Linked DNA regions of Mus musculus: regions 2, 3 and 4 are each linked to region 1. Evidence: chromatin contacts called from public HiChIP or PLAC-seq data. All regions are on one chromosome and are shown on one strand. The core of a region is the stretch at or near the end of the contact, and the rest is flanking DNA. Distances in the headings are between cores, read along the strand shown. Region 1 overlaps Frmd4a (FERM domain containing 4A). Region 2 overlaps Gm36031 (a long non-coding RNA gene). Region 3 overlaps LOC108168726. Region 4 overlaps Fam107b (family with sequence similarity 107, member B).

Region 1 (3,492 bases), core at 798-3,297:
AAGCTGGGAGTAGACAGTTTTTCTAGATTAGAAAACCTTCTAATCTTCTTGGGGACATCGGAAGTGTCCTGCAGAACTGGATGAGGATAGGCAGGCAGGCAACAACACTGGCTACTGATTTTTTTTTTTTTCTCACTTAGGAGAGGGGTGGAGCTAGGGACCCATCCAGCTGCTCGAGGTTGGGGGAAGCAGGAACTAGAAGGCTGAAGGGGTGGAGAGGGCAGAGACAGCTGCTGCTGGCAGGAAAGGCTGGATGTCATTTAAGCTAAAGGCACTCTGCTCTTCATGGGGGTCTGGGGCATTTTTGTTCATATGACGTTAAAGCCCCTGGCTGCTGGACACTCAGTTTTAAGGCTGGCATTGCAAAACGAACCAACCAACCAAAACCAAAAATCCAAAACAAAACAAAACAAAAGCAACCAAACAGACCAATAAAAACCGACAATATGGAGAGAGGCAAAGGGGAGATGTCCAGTTTCCTGTTTTCCTGTAAATATCGGGGGATGAGCTCTCACTCTGCTGGTACTGCACCATCCCTGGGGGCTGCTCAGGAGGAGCCCCCATGCCCTGGTTTGCAGAGACGACAACCCATCCCTGGCACTATGATTTGGGATGTGTCATAAAGACACACCAGACAGTCGTGGCAATGACTGGGCTAGCTCCCTAAAGACTTCAGCTACTTCTATGCCCAACAATCTAATTATAAACTCAACTATGTGGTCCTATCAATAATCAGAGTTTCTACTGATCAATACCTGTTAAATCAGGGCATTTTGGCTATGCATCTCCACAAATCCCCACAGACACTTTTGTTTCCTTGCTCACTGAGCAGCCCCCTCCCTGCCCTTTGTGAAGAAAAACTGCAAATTTTCTTGAGGGTGAAGGAAAAGAAACAAGGCACACAAGAAGTGAGGGGAAACTGCCTCGGGCCACACAACTGGTTTCCGAAGGAACCAGAAATAGAAGTCCAAGGCACCTGGTCCATTACTCCAGCTGCTAATTATGCTGCGTTCCCGGGACCCCGCCAATTAGCGAGAACAGCTCTCACTCACTGATGCGTGGTTAACTTTACAAGTGGAGTGCTTTCTCACAAAGGAGCAACCAGGCGGCGGCTGTGAGAAAGGGGCTTCCAGCCAGGCTTGTTCTCCCAGACATGATCACTCTGCTTTGCTTTCACACTATAAATATAATAATAATACGAATAATACATGTGTCCTCCTTTCTTGTAGATCTACCTTCATCCAGGCTCTACAGAGCACCTGCCTCAACACTCAGCAGCCTCAGTCAGAGACTAAGAGACGACAATAGTCTTAGTTATGAATGGACGTGGGGATATAACAATAGCCTTAGTTATGACTGGAGCTTGCGTAGGAAATAAAAGCGTTAACCTAGCATGGTGGCTCTTGCTTGTGAGCCCATCACTCAGAAGGCTGAGGCAAGAGGATCAGCCTCAGATACTATCAAGTCCCTGTCTCTGATAATAAGGATTGTGGTAATTGTACGAGTTAAGAGGTTTCTAAAGATGGCTTAGAGGAACCATCAGGAAGGGGTTTTACTAAACCAGTGTTTGCTACCATCATTGGAACCCCAATGGTCCCAGATAAGGGCTCTCAGCCTTTGACCTAGGCTTCCTAGGGTCACAGGTCCTCTACTGTCTCATTCTGGTCCCAAGTGCCCTCATGTATAAAACCAAGAAGGGAAACATTTATCCATGGAGAGCAAACAAAAGTGGCTAATAACTATTGTCTTTGGGCCCTGAATATGACAAGGTGCTCTATAAATCCTTAATGAGCAGGGGCCTCCCAGACCCTGGCTCCAATTAGTCCACTAGATTCACACATCCTGTGCATGGCTGAGGACGAGGCCTCGGCTCCACTGGACTTCCTCTCCAGCCAGCACTTGTGAAGCATTGTGGGCTGGCATGTGGAGTAGGCGGCAGGCTGTCAGGATGGTGTAGAAATAACGACTTGAGAGGAAGCCCAGCCTAATGGCTCTGATTCTCCACCAGGACTTTAGGGAGCCTTGTCTTCCTCCTGTCCCCGAGGCTGAGTCATAGAGCCCCTAAATGACCTCCCTGTGAGTAACTTCCTGCTTCATCCAGAGGGACCATTATACAGAATCCAATCAGCCATCTGGATCGCGTCCTCCTTTCCCAGATGAAGTTGCTCTGGTGGGCAGAGACTCAGAGCCGCCAGAGGTTAAGTATGTGATTGATGTTGGGACCTGGCTTGTGACTTCTTGTCCTGGTCTTTTTCTATTGTGCCACAAAGCCCCAGTGAAGAGCAAGAACAATGATGCTTCAGATCCTAGAGAGACTAGCTTTGGCCATCTGATGGCACATGATGTTGCGTACATTCCAAACACGCCCAAGTTCTCAAAGAGGAGGACACATATAGTAATGGTCCCCAAGCACAGAACAAGACAGAAAGACAAAAACAAAACAACAAAATAAAAAACAAAAACAAACCCCACTTCCTAATTTCACTTCTGCTCTTTCCTGAGACACCATCACACATGACTCCCTGCGTTTATCTTTCTATCAGGACATTAAAAAAATGAGGCATCAAATAGAGGTGCCACAGAAAATTCCCAATGTCGTGCATGCAGGGGACTTGGTCTCGTGCATCCCGGGAATGTATGGGAGAAGACAGAAGCAGGCATCCGAATGAGGAAGAAGAGTTGGGACTTTGTGTCCATTTTAAATATGGACACAAATACTTTTGTAGGCGTCCAATATGGTTTACTCTATTTATAAAGAAAAGAGAGGCAGAGGTATTGTGGTCGACCACAGATCTCCATCTAATCTAAGCTCTTTTATCCACTGGCATTTGTGGATGTCTGCTTGGTACTGGCTATGCTCCTGGGCAAGAGGAAGAACACGACACCCAGCGTGTATTTTTTTTAAGACTTATTTATTTATTATATGTGTGTACACTGTAGCTGTCTTCAGACACTCCAGAAGAGGGCATCAGATTTTTGTTACAGATGGTTGTGAGCCACATGTGGTTGCTGGGATCTGAACTCGGGACCTTTGGAAGAGCAGTTGATGCTCTTAACCACTGAGCCATCTCACCAGCCCCCAGCATGTATTTCTACAGCTATCCCTTCACCCCACAGTGTATGCGTCTGCTCGTCCTTCCGCCCAGGGGTTGAAAATATTTGAAAAAAATTATATGGACTGAACACTGTTTTTTTGTTTTTTGTTTTTGTTATTTTAAATCTTGTCACTATTCCCAAATGGATATCATACCATAACTACTTCCATAGCATTTCTACTGAATTAAGCACTACAAACCTGATAGACATGAGTTAAAGTATTTGGGAACCTGAACATGTTGGCTTCCATCTATAATCCTAGTACTCAAAGGGCTGAGGCAGAAGATTGTTGGCAGTTTGAATCCAGATTAGGATGCACAGTGTAGAGAGTCCCAGGCCAGGCTCAGTTAAACAGTGAAACCCTGCTTCTAGAACTGAAAGAAGTGAAAGTATAGA
Region 2 (3,355 bases), core at 66-2,565, 740 kb after region 1:
AGCACAATGGAGAAAGGAGCTTCCAAGGCCAAGGACTTATCCTCTAGTCCCCAGAGTTTATGATCCCATTTCTAGACTGTAACGTTGTTTTGACTAAATTTTCTGGACCTCCTTCCAGAGTCACCATGAGCCTTGCACAAGTGCTTGCATGCACAGACACACCACACACACACACACACACACACACACACACACACACCACATAAAGCACACATACACACACATGTACCACACACAAGCAGACACACACCACACACACACATACCACACAAGCACACACACACACCACACACACATACACACACCACACACACATACACACACCACACAAGCATACACACCACACCCCCACACACACACACACCACACAAACACATACCACACACACCACACAAATACCACACACACACACACTACTTCTGGTCACTACAGAGTGTCCAATGCTGCTTCCAGCTCCACCACCAGGCCACAAAGGATGCTGAGGTATGTGTGTCTGTAGAAGAAAACAGAAGCCTCTGGGAGACAGACACAGAGAAAGGACCAGGCTCTGTCTAGACTTCACAATGAAGCTAAAATTTCACACAACATTAAAAAGAAAAACATGAGCATCATGGAGACCTCCAAAGAGACTGTCACCCTCGGTGTCCCCTTCTTCACCGGAGGTGACACTACTAAGACGAAGAAGAGAGCTTTCCTTTCCTATGTGATCTTTCCATTTCCTTCCCAGTATTGGTCGCCATTGTCTTCCCGGTTTTAAAAGCAAGCTCTGGCCTTCTCACGAGACTGTCTCCTTAGTTCTTTGCCTGCCAGACACTGGCCCTTGCTGGAAAACAACAGCCCTCATCTAAGCCCTCATTTCTCTGACTTGCTAGCTGCGTGTGAATAATGTCAGCTTCTTCCTGTCTGCCATGAGCCCTTGCCACCTGATCTGTGAAATCCCTCAGTTCACCTCGGCATCGCAGTGACCCTCGGAGGAGCAGTGGGGACTCTGTCACTCTCTTCTATTCCACAGGAATAAAAATTCAGGACCAACCCAGATTGCCTTCCAGATGGGGACGAGATAAAAGGGTTTGAATGCAGTCACATGGCTAAATTAAGAAGCAGATAGAAATAGAACAAAATGAAGCTGGGGCTGAGAGTTGGGGAGCAAATACTTTGTGGGCGAGCCAGAACTCAGTGATGCAGGCCTCTGCTGCCTGAGATCTAATTTGCAATGCCACAAAGAATTCTCTGGTTCAGATTTCCTTTGCTCCTCACTTTCTGTTCCCAGTCAGAAGCCACTGAAGCTGGCTAAGATCCCAGACAGGGCAGGCCTTTAGATCTTAAGAAGAGAGGGACCTCTAGTGTTGAGTTACTTGTCTACTGCTCGCTGTTGCTGTTCACCCCCATATTTACCTCTTACCTTGTGATTATTAGAGTTTCTTTGAAGGCTAGTATTCATTTAAATGTTAAAATTTAAATTTAAATTTAAATTTAAAATGTTAAAAGTGGGTTTTTCTCCCTTCCTGGAAAACTAAGAAAATTGAGAATGGGTAAATATAAGCCAACATACTAGTTTAAAGAAGACTTGAGCAAAATGTCACGTGATTAAAAAGTATTATTAGACACCTATAAGGTGCTCAGTAGTTAAGAGCACTTGCTGCTCTTCCAGAGGACCTGGGTTCAGTTCTCAGCACTCACATCAGGAGGCTCACAACCATCTGTGACTCCAGCTGCAGGGGATCCAACACCCTCTTCTGGACTCTGCCATCATCAGCGATACACGTGGTACACATACACATGTGCAGGCAAATACTCAAATGTAGGAAATAAAAATAATAGATTTTTTAAGCATCCATTAAACCTTTGACCTTAGCATAGGGACTAAAAGCCATTTCAATAAGTCTGGAACATGAAAATATAATCATAATACCAGTTTTTCAGTAGGTTCCGGAAAGCACCGATCCCGCTCTCTGTCAGGCTGAATGTGGGTTTGTGTAGGCCACAGCTAGGAAACATAAACAAAGGAAGGTGTGGCAGTTCCTCCTTCCTGGCGGTGATTCTCGGTTGTTGATTCATCCGAATACTTCGCAAAGTATCTTCTGTGACCAGATCCAATCAGATGCACCTGGTCCAAGGATTCACAGAAGGGGATGGTATCATTGTGGCTCAGAGGTCACTGTTAGCTTTCTGCCACTAGCATAAATATCTGAGATGATCTACTTACAAAGAGGAAAGAAAAGCTCCATTTACAAAGATATATTTAGGTTTGGGGGTCTGCATTGGTTACTATTGCTCTAGGGTCTGTTGCATCTAGTCCTCTCATGGCGGGGAGCGTGTGGTAGGGCAGAGCTATCCACTTATGGTGCAAAGGCAGAAGAAAGGGGAAGGGGCTGAGGTGCCATCTACTGTCCTCTTTGAAGAGGCCTGAGCACCGCCACTGGAGGCAGCTTCTGGTGCACACCTGCAGTCCCAGCACTCAAAGAGAACAGAGACCTGCTGTGTGTTCAAGACCAGCCTGGGCTACCTAGCAAGTATTAAGTGGCTTGAGCTGCACACCAAGACCTCGCCTTAAAAACAGCAAAATCGCTTCCATTAGGCCCTTCCCCCACCCCTAAAAGGTTCTACTTCCACCCCATAGTGCCACACAGGGAGCAACGCCTTCATCATATGGACCCATTATATTCCAGTATAACTGTAAATTATACTAGCTACCAAGAGTAGCAAGAGATAGTTCAAATCCATGAGACCGCCTATGTTTGGAAAATGAAATAATTAATATTCATTGTCAATTAGATCAAATTTAGAATCACCCAGGAGATACACCTCTAGGTATGACTGTGAAGGTTTCCAGAGAGATTCAACTGGTAAACAAGACTTGGGTTGAATATGGGCATCATTATCAAATGGGTATGCATCCTAGATTGTATAAAAAGGAAGAACAGAAGAAAAAAACTAGTAAACAGACCAACAGATTCATCTCCTCTGCTTCCTGGCCATGGGCACAATATAACCACCTGCCTGAAGCCCTTGCCACTACAGCTAAAGTCATTGTCACCTTCGTGCCACCTCACCACGAAGGACTATATCCTTTGTCACACCCTTCCTTAAGTTGCTTTCATCAGATATTTTATCAGAGTAACACAAAATAACTGATGCATGGAAGTAAACCAGCAACACCCATCATGCCTTAAGATGGGGGCAGCCAGAGGACTAGGCTCAGGTTTTAACCACAATGGCCGATCAGATGCATCCGGTTCAAGGATTCACAGAGAGGGGTGTTCTTGGGTTTAATCTTCAGAGGTGAATACTAGTTCTTGGGCTTGAGGGGAAGGGGGGAGAGGAAGATAAAGACTCAGGGCTCAGTGGGAGAGGG
Region 3 (3,199 bases), core at 659-3,158, 890 kb after region 1:
ATTATGTGGGGTGGTTGGGGGGAAGCATAGCTTAAACAGTAACAATTCAAATCCCACCCCAAGCTAGGATTCATTTTCTACTTTTTCCAGGTCGCAGATAAACGACTTCTGTTTTCTGTCACTTATGCTGACATATGTCACACTGATTAGAAACACTTCAGGAGGGTACAAACAGGACATCATGAGGCAGGGGGCTTACTGTTTTTTTATCTTGATTATTAAGAAGATAATAACAAGAGCTGGACTCACTGCATTAGAAATGAAGTCTTCTATCAACAATACAGACATAAAGCTCACACCTCTCTTCGTACTTCAGTTTGTTGGACCACTCTCAAAGAAAGGAGGTTTTATTCTAAATCACCACCATCACTTTTGCTAGGGCAGCGTGATGAAAGAGATACTTAACCCACAAGACTTACAGACAACACAGCACATTGTCTGTTTGAAACTGAGGTCTCTTCAAGGTCACGAATGGATGCGAATGAGAACATGACCCTCCTAGATATAGTTTTTGTTGTAGATATGAAGGAGAGAACAGCCAGAGACATCTGGAAGATCCCAGAGCAAGGAGAGAAAAAAGCAGATTGAACATAGCTAGCAAACCTGAACAGGGCCATGAGAGGAGAGAGAAGTCAGAGAGTGGAAGAGAAAGAAGAGAAAGAGACAAGAAAGAAGACCAAAAGAGAAGGAAGAGAGTCAAGAGAGCTCATGGCCAAAATGGCAGATTTATATATAGAATGGGAAGGCAGAAGGGGGCGGGGGGGAGCCTCTAGGCTGCAGAGCTTCAGGGTAGGAGGCTGGGCAAGAAGTGCTGGGAGGAGCCACAGGTACTGAGTGATCCTAAAAAGGCCAACGATGTGTTTTTGGCATGCTAATAGACACATCAGTTAGCCATTTATTTCTTTGGGACCTGAAAACCAACTGTGATGTTTTCATGCCCCACCCACCCACCAGACAGTACAGAGTCTCCCACTTAGGAGACACTCAGCTACCAATACTTGATAGTTGAAAGAGTAGATGGAGAGTCCACATTTAAGGGTATTAGCAGACTAGGATTCAGGATGCCATCAGTCTCAGTTACAACTAGCTACCAGCTGTCATTCAACAGCAGAAGTTGTTAAGTGCTGGGCAGATACATAGTCATCTCCTGTGAGTCTGGTGCTCTGCTGTGCAGTTGCTGTTTGAAAGTAAAACAAGGAATTTCCTGCCAGCAGGGTAAGGTATGTGTTAGAGTTCTGTGCTGTAATAGAATGCTAATATAGAAGGCTGGGGCTTCAGAAGGGACCGAACCAATGCCTCTGGTCAGGACTGTCTCTGGAACCCAAAGTAGTACAGCCAACACTCTCTAGGAGGACATTTTATCCTGTCCCATATATCTCGTGCATATTTACATTTTTATTAAGGTACTGATATAATTAAGGAATAAAAATATTTTTGGTATCAATAGAAAAATAGAATGAATGAGTGAGATAAGGATCGATCTTTTGGAGAGAACAAAAAAATATACTAAACCTTCTTAATAAATTTAGCCCTTCTTAATAAATTTAGCAAGTTTGGAAAATGTGCAATAAATATTCCAGTGTAGGAAAGCTTGGTTAAAGTTTTCTTGTCACCTCAGTCGTTTCCATTTTGGGTCAAAAGTTAAAGGGAGGAAGGAAGGAAGGAAGGTCTGAGGTAATTACAGTCTAACCAACAGCAAAATGGGCCCCAGATCGCACAAGGAAGCTGGACCCAAAGAGGAAGAAAGCCTTTGGCTTGGAAAAACTGAACCACCAGAATTTAACTGGCTAGTCTTCCCTCAGAGCATGCGCAGTCACTCTGGCCTGTTGCTGAGAGGCAACATGCAGGAGCAGGAACAAAAAGCCAGAGAAGTACTGGGCTAAGAGGCTTTCAGAGGCTGCTGTTGCTAGGGGACCACTTCCTCCTAGTTCCAAGGGCAGCTAACTCAGGCTATTCAGAAGTCCCTAGAACAACCTTTCTTAGGCTTCACCAGAGGCAGGAGGGAGAAAGACCAGCTCTCAAAGCACAGGCGTCATGGTTACCCTAAGCCAAGTTCGGCCTTTTCCAGCAGATGCCAAAGAGCTAGAGGTGCTGGGGTGAAAGGAGAAATAAACAGGTGTCTTGTTTTTGTGAAACCAGGAGACTGGCTTGTTCCCGCCTTGACCGATCTGAGTGTGCTAGGTGCAGTCAGCGACGTTCTCTTCCACTACTTTATTAACAACTCCTTGAAGTGACAATGTTTTTTTTTTCTTTTTTTCATCTTCAGATGCTCACAACTCCAACACAGTTGCACATAAATAGCTGTCCATGTTCCTTGTATTCAATGTCTCCATTCATTAAGACATACCAGGACTTGCTCAGCTCTGAGTTGGGTGCTCAGATGGAGATAAAAATACAAAGATGAGGCCAGGCATGCGGTGGCGCACGCCTTTAATACCAGCACTTGGGAGGCAGAGGCAGTCGGATTTCTGAGTTCGAGAACAGCCTGGTCTACAGAGTGAGTTCCAGGACAGCCAGGGCTATAGAGAAACCCTGTCTTGAAAAACAAACAAACAAACAAACAAACAAAAAACAAAAACAAAACAAAATACAAAGATGAGATCTTTCCTTCACTATGTCTCCAGACCTTTTGTGAAAAGCTATTCTTAGAGCATCAAAGCCATCCATCCTTCAGGAGAGCTGACTGTACAAAATAGGTCCTCGAGGCTGTCTTTTGAGGTTCCTTCATAGAAGGGGAGGATTGGGAAGGTCATTAGAGCCTCACCTAAGATTCCATTCCTTCCTTCCTACACAACCCATCCAGCTGTACATGACAGACTGAGTGTGGGAAACTTCCTTCTATACAACTATGGGGATGTCAGCATACATGCTAAGGTGAGATTTGGGGAGGGGGTGCAGCTGTTTGGGGATTACCTGTTCTCCTATAAGTAACCCCCTACACATGCAAGTAAGCCCAGTAAATTCATTGGACTTTGGGAGGTGAAATCATTACTTTGGTCCATCACTGGTCCTCTGTCTTGATTGAGTAAACATTTGTTTATATATCCCCCAGGAAGAGCTCACACAACAAGATCCTGTATAAGATACACAGTTAGGCCGGGCAGTGGTGGCGCACGCCTTTAATCCCAGCACTTGGGAGGCAGAGGCAGGAAGATTTCTGAGTTCGAGGCCAGCTTGGTCTACAGAGTGAGTTCCAGGA
Region 4 (3,212 bases), core at 246-2,745, 800 kb after region 1:
CTCCATAGCAAAAGCTGTAATCAGTAAGGATGGGAAGGTTTCAATAGAAGCCTCCTGGGCCTCAGCTTCACTGTGTGGAAACACCCGTTTATAGGAAGGAGGTTTGGCAGGTGTCCAGATGTAAGCACATTTGTAGTCAATGTGGGCACAGGAACACCGCAGGGGTGTCAACTCCTTCAACTCTTTCTCAGAATGAACCCCACACATTATTTCACTCCCTCTGCAGGCCTGTCTTCCTAAGACACCAGGCCTTTCCACTTTCCCATTTCCCACAGGCTGCCCTGAGGAGCCACAAGACAAACAAAGACAAGAGCACCTCAGCGCCCAGAAACTACTGCCTTGCTATAAACAGTGGCCTGGGTAACCTGCCCCCTACACACCCAATCCTGAAGCTGATTCAACTTAAGAAGCTGATTCAACTTAAGCCCCGGGCTGGCTATCCAGCCACAGGCTGGCACAGGGAACTCTGCAAATCAGACCGAGGAAAACAGCAACTGCCTTCCTAGCAAACAAGGAACACAGGCAGTGAGGAGCTAGAATAAGCTGGCTACACCTCAGGTGCCATGATGTCTGCAAGGCATAATGACCTTTATCCTTAGGGGAATCGGAAGGATGCTCACTGCCTACAAAACACTCCAGCACTGGGGTTCTGGCTCAGTGGTAGAATCTTGCCTAGAATATGCAAGTATCCAAATTCTATCCCCAAAACTGAATAAAAAAAAAATTTCAAAATTCAGAATGAGAGACAGCTCAGTGAGTACCCATACTTGCATGGAAACCTAACAACCTGAGTTCACATCCCCAGAACCCAAATACTTCCCACAACAAGGCCACATCTATTCTGTGGGGGTTTAAAAGTCCTGTTCCTGCCCCCCTCTGCCCCCAGCCTACAGATGAGGATGTAGAACTCTCAGCTACTTCTGCCTGTGTGCTGGCATGCTCTTTACCATGGTGATAACAGACTAACTTCTGAAGCTGTAGAGCAAGCCCATGATTCGATTCTTCGTTCCTAGGTGTTGCCTCAGTCACGGCCTTTTCAGAGCCACAGAACAGTACCTAAGACAACTCCCCGTGGTGCTCCACCCTCCCACACCGTATGTGAAAACACCAACCTCCCACCACTGAGGCTGTGGCCCACCCTGATTACTGGGTATTAGGGCTCTGGCCCCAGGAACCAACACATCCCCATCTACTTGCTCACTCCAGCAACCCATGGCACAGCTGTCAACCTATGACTGTCGGACAGTACTGCAGCCAAACACCAACTTCAACTACGTGCAACATGTCTTCCTTAAACAAACCTTCTTAACAGCTACAGTGAGCAAGTAAAGAGTGGGAGCTGTACCCCATGCCCTTCCTAATGCAATGAAAATCCATCACCCTCCCAGCAGCCAACCGAGTCCCACACGTTTCCATGTCCTTTGCTGCCACAGGGTTCATTACCCAGTAACTCAGCACCCAGAGACTTGCCCTCAGCTCCGACTTCTCTCACAGTTGGTGTCGCAAGAGGCAGGGCTTACTTTTAAAGGAACCTGTCTTTAAATATACAAACATAGGGACGACTGGTGACTAAGTAAATAAGAAGGACACAGACAAATGACACGTCTGCACAGTCACAACACCAGCTTCACCCTTACTACAGTTGGCTATAAAGGAACTTGTGAATTGCTTCCGGATGAACAATTATAAAATAATTCTCTAACAAAGGGCGCATGTATCATGACTTCCCTTGTGGGGGAAAAAAAAAACTAATGTGAAAAAAAATGATTCTACCTTCTTAAAGAGATCAAATGCTGAAAGTAAAATGTAGAAAAAATATAAGGGAAAAGAATGAGCAATTCTTTTAAAAGTTTTTTTTTTTTTCAAGACAAATAAAGGAACAAAACCTGGAACTAAATTCTGGTTTGCAATCTTATAAGTATCATACTGAATAAGATTCCAAGTATATGAGAAAACCTCATTTTATAGTTAGAAAATACTTAAACACAGAATGCATGTAACCTGTTAGGAAGAAAGTCCATCAGGGCTGGTGCCCCGCTTGCCTAGCTGCATAAGGCCAGGGGTTCTATCCTCAGCACCACAAAGGAAAAAAGAAGAAAAGGGGAGGGGATCATGAACTGAAGGCCAGCCTGAGCCTTATAGCAAGACTCCGTGGGAAGGAAGGAAAGAAGGGAGGGAGGTAGGGAGGGAAGGATCCTAATTTCATCTATGAATGTTCAGTATTGAAGTAATAATCCGTTTCACCCTCTGACTTATCAGTTCAACAGCAGCTCTCATTTCTACCTTCACTTACCACCACAGTCTCCAAAGTCCCCACGTTTCAAAGCCTTCACGGTAGAAGGGATACTAGTTTCTCTTATTTGACCTCACAGAATTAGTCTGCCTTCCCTTACTGTCCACTGTGTGTGTGTGTGCGTGTGTGTGTGTGTGTGCGTGACACACACTCACCTTCTAAGACATCTGCTTTTGGGGACACATAGCTTGATTCTATCATGAAGGATCCGGAACTATTATATTTAGTGTAGAACAAAGAAAATACACTTAAATTTGGAAATTACAGTCTGAGTGGTCACCTCCTCCGTGCGTCATGCTTCATGTGACAATGGGATCAGCTGAATGTGGCTCACAATGACTTGAAAGATCTTAGTGGGAGACAGTGAAGGAAGGAGGACACAGTAAAACAACACCATCGTAACCACCAGCTTCTTTTTTTTTTTGAGACAGGGTTTCTCTATGTAGTCCTGGCTGTCCTGGAAAAGACCAGGCTGGCCTCCAACTCAGAAATTCTTAAATTCTAAAGAACGCTCCCTCTGAGCCTACTCAGTTAGCTGTGGAAAAGAGCTAAGAAAGACATAGTAACCAGCACTTCCCCTGTGCATAATTAAATTCACCCTGAAATACTTGGGTAAAACCTACACTATCCCAGATCAGTGACTTTCAAATGTTTCTGTGTATAAGCCACTATACACAGTGACATGGACAGACCCTACAATTAGATGAAGTTAAGGTTCCAAAGGACCCGTCTCATGATTCTCCTACCTGCTGCGCATTCTGACATGCCCATCGCTTCAGCTTCTAAAAGCTCACTGTGACCTCCCAAACTGACTCCAAGACTGAGGACCCACCTGAAGCTCAGAAGATCCTGTCTCACTTACCTAAACATGAATGGTAGAGCCAGGCTCAGGGGCAAATGGCTGCACTGACAGCCAAGA

The links. HiChIP or PLAC-seq counts read pairs in DNA pulled down with a chosen protein or histone mark.
Region 2: a contact with region 1 is called in an H3K27ac HiChIP or PLAC-seq map of oligodendrocyte precursor cells, with 7 times the contacts expected there. The contact joins two enhancer-like sites. A contact is called at or near these places in 1 of 484 Hi-C or Micro-C datasets (forebrain) and 6 of 115 datasets of contacts at active chromatin or transcription factors (astrocytes, bone marrow-derived macrophages, differentiating embryonic stem cells and 3 more).
Region 3: a contact with region 1 is called in an H3K27ac HiChIP or PLAC-seq map of microglia, with 6 times the contacts expected there. The contact joins two enhancer-like sites. A contact is called at or near these places in 2 of 484 Hi-C or Micro-C datasets (the HPC-7 cell line and bone marrow-derived macrophages) and 3 of 115 datasets of contacts at active chromatin or transcription factors (embryonic forebrain, microglia and stem cell-derived neural progenitor cells).
Region 4: a contact with region 1 is called in an H3K27ac HiChIP or PLAC-seq map of microglia, with 12 times the contacts expected there. The contact joins two enhancer-like sites. A contact is called at or near these places in 3 of 115 datasets of contacts at active chromatin or transcription factors (memory CD8 T cells, microglia and pancreatic cancer cells).

What each region holds. Positions count from the first base shown.
Region 1 is chr2:4,553,911-4,557,402 of GRCm38.p6, reverse strand. The region is part of intron 11 of Frmd4a (FERM domain containing 4A); the gene reads right to left. Among named protein-coding and RNA genes, the nearest start is that of Gm13179, 39 kb to the left of the region's middle. RefSeq lists an enhancer at 1-1,259. Within about 2 kb of position 2,047, at least 88 of the 459 cell types and tissues checked have an H3K27ac peak or open chromatin away from gene starts, as enhancers often do. A contact at or near this core is called in the HPC-7 cell line, bone marrow-derived macrophages, forebrain and 3 more, where this site is marked.
Region 2 is chr2:3,814,186-3,817,540 of GRCm38.p6, reverse strand. Gm36031 (a long non-coding RNA gene) reads right to left here. Exons shown (of 5, transcript XR_373951.3): 4 at 1,913-2,107. Among named protein-coding and RNA genes, the nearest start is that of Gm36031, 8.0 kb to the right of the region's middle. Within about 2 kb of position 1,315, at least 44 of the 459 cell types and tissues checked have an H3K27ac peak or open chromatin away from gene starts, as enhancers often do. A contact at or near this core is called in forebrain and oligodendrocyte precursor cells, where this site is marked.
Region 3 is chr2:3,667,515-3,670,713 of GRCm38.p6, reverse strand. The region is part of intron 3 of LOC108168726; the gene reads right to left. Among named protein-coding and RNA genes, the nearest start is that of Fam107b, 44 kb to the left of the region's middle. Within about 2 kb of position 1,908, at least 91 of the 459 cell types and tissues checked have an H3K27ac peak or open chromatin away from gene starts, as enhancers often do. A contact at or near this core is called in the HPC-7 cell line, bone marrow-derived macrophages, microglia and 1 more, where this site is marked.
Region 4 is chr2:3,750,859-3,754,070 of GRCm38.p6, reverse strand. All of the region lies in intron 1 of Fam107b (family with sequence similarity 107, member B), which reads right to left. Among named protein-coding and RNA genes, the nearest start is that of Fam107b, 39 kb to the right of the region's middle. Within about 2 kb of position 1,495, at least 105 of the 459 cell types and tissues checked have an H3K27ac peak or open chromatin away from gene starts, as enhancers often do. A contact at or near this core is called in microglia, where this site is marked.